2 separate regions of the Callithrix jacchus genome follow, and region 1 is linked to region 2. A link is a contact called in public Hi-C data. All regions are on one chromosome and are shown on one strand. The core of a region is the stretch at or near the end of the contact, and the rest is flanking DNA. Distances in the headings are between cores, read along the strand shown. Region 1 holds the start of NHLRC2 (NHL repeat containing 2). Region 2 overlaps CASP7 (caspase 7).

Region 1 (2,815 bases), core at 94-2,593, 140 kb after region 2:
CCCCCACCAACTCAATGGGACTCTAAAGGAGTGGTAATGAACATATTGGCAAGCTAGAAAACTTGAACCTGAGAACACCTGCTGTTCCATTTATACCACAATAAAACTAAGATAAACCTATCACAGGAGTAGCAACTGTGAAGTTTTCCATGATGGGTGCCATTTCATTCAATTATCTTGGCCTTTTCCAGGACTTGATTCATAAGAATAAGAATCAATAATACTTTGAAAATTAAGCACTAATGGGAAATATAGGTTCAACAGCTTCATCTCAGAATGAGCTTTGAAGCTACTGTCAGTTCTCTTTCAAGTGGACAACTGTCCAAATAATTCATAAATCCAACCACAGTTAACTGGACAAGTGACTCAACAGACGTCCCAAACACTAAATGGCTATCTCAGTTTACTAACAAAACTAGTCACAACATAATCAAAGAGGGGTGTAATTCGCAAAAAACTGCCAAGTCACTGCTCTTATCCACATCTAGTGGATGTTTAACAGCTTCGGTTTCCCGGGACAGTCCATGATCTTCCTCCAGCAGCAACGAACAATCCCTGCACAGTGAGCAAAAAAAGTTCAAATATGTGAGAAAAAGAAGTTCAAATATGTGAAAGGGTGGGCTTGTACTGAGGTCTGACTCCGTAAAGCACTAATGGTCCTGAAAGTGGCCAGCGCCCTGTCCACCAGCCTCAAAACGGGGTCACAGGCCAGCCTCTCCCTTCCCTTCCGGCATTACAGGCTGCAAGACCAGGGAATGGGGCCTTAACCCTCTCCAGGTTAAGCACAGCCAGCTCCAAAAAAGCCCTCAGAGCCCTCCCCTTCAGTAGACTCTGAGGCCAGCCCTCAGGGACCCTCGCCACCCCCCCACCTGCCACTCGTGCCCCGGGGGAGCCGCTTCAGCTGCGTCCGCTCTCCTCGGCACCCCCACCTAAAAATCTGTTCGCGGTCGCGCTTTCAGCACTCCCAGATGACAAAACGCTCTATTTGTGTATAAGTGAAAGCCACTTCCGCCAGGCACTCCCACCTTACAAAAAGCCTTCTCCCTCGAGGTTATTCCTACACCCTTTACCTTTAGAGTCTTGGCGGGAGCAATTTCCCGCCACCACAGTAGCGTGTCGAATCGGCGGATGCTGGTCAAAGAGAGAAACTTTAAAAATAATTTTTAAAAATAGGTTGCCCTTTTAAGTCCTACCGATTTATTGTATTTTATTTTTGTCCTAAAGTCCGCTAATTTCTAATGTAAGGGTGGGGGGTGGTTCCCTTACGGCCTCTGGGACTTTGTCCCTGAAGCCTTTTCCATGTTGAATCTGGCGCTCTCAATGTCCAGGCTCGGCTGCGGCGTGGGGACCCAGAAAGGGCGGGGTAGGTCGGGACGGCAGTTTAATTACGTGCCCGGGAACTGCGACGATTTGGACTTTCGGCACTTGGATGTATTAAAAAGAAAAAAGTGTCGTTGGCGTGGAGTGGAGCTGGTGGAGGGTGAGACGAATGCGCCCTTTGGAAACCACAGGACAGTGAACGTTTCGTCTCCCAGCGAGAATCTCCCGCGGGCCCGGCGGCTGCTTTGGGAGCCCGGAGGGAACATGGCGGCGCCTGGAGCCCGGAGCCGCAGCCTCTCCGGCCTGCTCCCCGCGCAGACCTCGCTGGAGTACGCCCTGCTCGACGCCGTCACCCAGCAGGAGAAGAACAGCCTGGTCTACCAGTATCTACAGAAGGTGGACGGCTGGGAGCAGGACTTGTCGGTTCCCGAGTTTCCGGAAGGTGAGGGGCTGGCGTCGGGGTGGGGGGCCCCTCCTGGCACCTCCCCTTCCTCGGGGGAATGGCTCTTCGCCTGACGTGGGCCGCCTCTCTTGTGCTCTGCAATTCCAGGGATCCCCAAGCGGCCACCAACGGTGGGTTTCTCCGGGACAGAGACCCACGTACTCGTCTGTGTGTCCTGAGTCCTGCCCGCCCCTGATGTTAGCCAAGTAGAGTCAGTGCATGTTTAGTGTCCCCGTTGGCGATTATTGCAACGTTCACACCATTCTGTCCGTTCAGCCTGGTTCCCCAGTGCCGTCTCGTCATCTTTTTGCATCACCTTGACATTTATTGATCACTTTTTCTTGTACCACACACAGGTTTTTTTGTTTTGTTTGTTTTTGTTTTTTTTATTGAGGCGAGTCCGGCTCTGTCACCCAGGCTGGAGTGCGGTGGTGTGGCCTTGGTCTCACTGCAACTTTCGCCTCCCAGGTTCAGGCGATTCACCTGCCTCAGCCTCCGGAGTAGCTGCGACTACAGGCATGTGCCAACACTCCCGGCTGTTTATTTATTTATTTTTTTGGTAGAGACTGTGTTTCATCATGTTGGCGAGGCTGGCCTCGAACTCCTGACCTCAAGTGATCCTCCCGCCTCGGCCTCCCAAAGTGCCTGGATTACAGGCGTGAGCCACCGCGCCCGACCTGCCACACAGAGTTCTAAACAGTTGAGGGAATATGTCTTTATTCAGTCATCTCTATAGCCCAGTGAGGTGCTCGTATCATTCCTCTTTTACAGTTGAGGAAATGGAAGTACAGAGAGATTAAGTAACATGCCTAGGGCCTCACAGTTGATAACTGCCCCAGTTGGATTGACCCTAGATTTGCTGATTTCTTAGCCCGTGTCATGCTTCTCCGCTCAAAGTCCTGAAACTAATACTTTTAAAAATCGGAATCAATTATTGCCTGTCTCCAGGGTTTAAATCCTGGCTATGTGACCTTTTGAAGCACGAAGGAATAGATATTCCCAGCAGGGCTGTTTGTGAAGCACATCTTGCCATGATACATGAAAACATATTTT
Region 2 (2,980 bases), core at 365-2,864:
AACCAAAAAAGTCAGGCAACTCAATTTATTGCAGTCTTTGCTTTCTTGTGGTGGTCTGAAACTGAGCCTGTGGTATATCTGATTTGTACCTATTTTTGAATTTGGAACAGCCCCAGTGTGGTCCCAGATACCCCCATTTCTAATGACATACTTCACCTTTATGAGACTCATGTATAAGAAGCGCCACCACAGTGCCTGACTCAGGGAGACTCACACATACGTCTTATTTTTGGATGACCTGGAGGTTTCATCACCCTGTAAGTGAGGTTCAGGGTGGGTGAGAAAGTCTTCCCTTCTTTTACACAGTGGGAGATGGAGAATGCGCAAGGGGAAAGTGATATATCCGACAGACCAGTTTTAGAAAAAAACACAAGTGGCAGTTGAGGACCTGGTCATTTTTCCCCTTAAGACTGTGCCTGCACTTCTTGCCTTTTTCAATACCTTGCTGGAGGACTTCTGCCTAAAAAACCCTTATATTTTACAAAAATAGATGTGGTCTGTGGTATGTCCTCCCAACCTGTCAGCTTTAAGTCCTCTGGAAAGATAAATAAGCCTGGAGGGTCTCCATTCTGCCCCAGTCTGCCTTTTCCATAGCACGACTGATGTTGGCATCACTAAAATAAACAATAAGTATCCCGAGGTCCTATCTGCGGTTTCAGGGGCGCTATCTGTCCCACTGACAGATGTGGGGTGCAATGCATGGGAGTGCCACTGGCTCTTTTGGGTGTTCCTTGCAGCTGATGATGCCGCCTCCCCACCACCTTCCCTCCCATCCCATCCCACCCCACCCCATTGCAGCTCTCTTCTCTATGGAGTTCAGAATCACTGTTAGGTAAGGTAGTGGAGGACACAGTAGCATCGCTGACCTGTCTCTAATCAAGGACCAGACTGCCCACCCACCCTCCCCTGAAGTCATGAAGGATCCTAGGTTGCAGAAAGAAATCCCCTTTTGCAAAAAGCCAGGGTGGGACCTCACAGCTCTCAAGTATTAATAGTTCCAAGACCTTAGACGTGTCTTGGCCCTTTTTGCCTCACAGCCACTAGATGGCAGGACAGCATCATTTTATTTGTAGTCCATAGGCACTAAATAATTATCCAGCCTGTTCTTTATTTTTAAAAAAAATTTAATGGTTTAGTAATTTTCTGATTATTGAAGAGAATTTGGAAAACACAGAAAAGCATGAAAGAAAAATATTCAAAATATGTTAATATTAGTGAAGCATTCAGGTTTTAAATTACTTAATCATTATGGGGCCAGTCTATATTCATTACGAACCATAGTTTATAGAAGAGGATCTAGGGTCCTCCTTGCACTTGAAGAGGGATCTCTCTTAATGTAAATATAACCCTGTAGTCCTTGCCCTGGATATAAAGTCAAGGTTTTAACCAAATGTCTAGCACAGCTACAGAAAATAATAACTAATTGCTGAATTGTAGGATATAGCCTTGGAGCTATGGGAGGTTGAGGAGGGAAGGATAAGGAAGGACTGGAGGAGGAGTTGGAACTTGAGTTGCCAGAAAAAGCAGGGAGGATATCAGGGGACCGTCAGAACCTCAGGGCCAGAGTGGACACGATGGTCAGGCAAGGCCACCGACGTGGCTTCTGCCTAGGAAAGCAGGCTGAATCGGCTGGACAGGCTGAGTTTGGTCTTAATGGCCATGAGGAGCCATTGTAGGTCCAAGACCAAGCCCTGGCCAGCAGCCTAGAAGATGTTCTCTCCTAGAAATCTGAGAAATCAGAGGCTCCCTTCTGAGCTCTGCTCAAGGTCAGAATCCAAGAAAAGAAACAAAGGGGAAGACAGGATTCATGCAGTCTCAAATTTCCCCTGGGCCTCTGTGGAGTCTTGTGTGTCTCCGCTGAGGAGTTTCTTTACTAGTCTGGTTTCCCAGTGGAAGAGAGCAGGAGAAAAGATCTATTCTCAGAATTATATCAGCTCCCTATTTTCCAGGCACTGGCTCGATCACATGGGTTTTACCCTTGGCATCATCTGTGTTTTCCAGCCTTTGCCCCCTGGAGGGTGGTTAATAAATGCCACTTGGTTATAATTCTCTCTCCTGGTGGCATCTTAGACTTCTTCACCAGTGAGTGTTAGATGTAAACACATCCCTATAAAAAATGTGATATTTGTATCATTATAAGGAATATCTAAGTGGCATGCCTTTTCATTTGGAGAGGGGTTAAAAAACTGTTTTAGAAGACATAGTGCTTTGGAATCAGAGACAAGAACAAAGAAGGCAGATCCTAATTCCTTCCAAAGAATATGTTCCAAGTTAAGCAAAAATTGTGCCGTGATGCCCGTTTATTAAAAGGGGCCAAGTCTGGGCTCAAAAAAGAGATGAACATTGACATTTACACAGGGCATTTACTTTTCAATAAAGGAAGCCTGCAAATTCAGCTGCCAGAAAATTAGATGCCTGTCTCCCAAATTTGTACATAGAGAATGATAAAGATGCAATGCTGTATTTGAAGCACTGATGATACTACGTAAACTAATAGAAGTAGCAAAGTCGAGTCAAACAACCGGGGTTCAGTTCCTGGCCCGTCCTCCCACTTACTATTTGAGGGACTATAGCAAGTCACATGACCTTCCTGTTCCTTGTTTCCTTCCCTGGACAATAGAGATATTAATCTCTGCCCACAGGGATTATTATAATTAGAGTAACTGTCAGCTTCCCAAATTACCTGAATGTGCCTGCTGAGGAAGAAATCATAGAATCGTGATTTTAACAGTGGGAGAACCCTTAAAATGTAACTTATCTAATTCCCTTATGATCAAGGAAAGGAAGACCAGAGAGGTGAAGTGTAGCCACACAGCAGGACCAGGACCAAGACACAGGCCTAACTTGGGGTCCAGTGCTTCCCCCCAACATCAAGTACCACCATCAAGTGGTGGCATCAGGCTGTTCAACCACATTAATCCACCCACAGAGTGGTTGTTTCCCTTCCACCCAAGTGGGTCAGCAAATTTTCTTCATGTTC

Evidence for each region. Hi-C and Micro-C count contacts between places; a contact is called where the count stands out from the background.
Region 1: a contact with region 2 is called in a Hi-C map of skeletal muscle, with 4 times the contacts expected there. The contact joins the promoter of NHLRC2 here to the enhancer-like site in region 2. A contact is called at or near these places in 2 of 3 Hi-C or Micro-C datasets (both in skeletal muscle).

What each region holds. Positions count from the first base shown.
Region 1 is chr12:106,787,471-106,790,285 of calJac240_pri, forward strand. NHLRC2 (NHL repeat containing 2) reads left to right here and starts at 1,344. Exons shown (of 11, transcript XM_035269147.3): 1 at 1,344-1,893. The coding sequence starts at 1,821. It overlaps DCLRE1A (DNA cross-link repair 1A), which reads right to left and starts at 1,130. Exons shown (of 10, transcript XR_013525123.1): 1 at 1,071-1,130; 2 at 1-555.
Region 2 is chr12:106,643,762-106,646,741 of calJac240_pri, forward strand. All of the region lies in intron 2 of CASP7 (caspase 7), which reads left to right. Among named protein-coding and RNA genes, the nearest start is that of CASP7, 17 kb to the left of the region's middle. Within about 2 kb of position 1,615, at least 4 of the 16 cell types and tissues checked have an H3K27ac peak or open chromatin away from gene starts, as enhancers often do. A contact at or near this core is called in skeletal muscle, where this site is marked.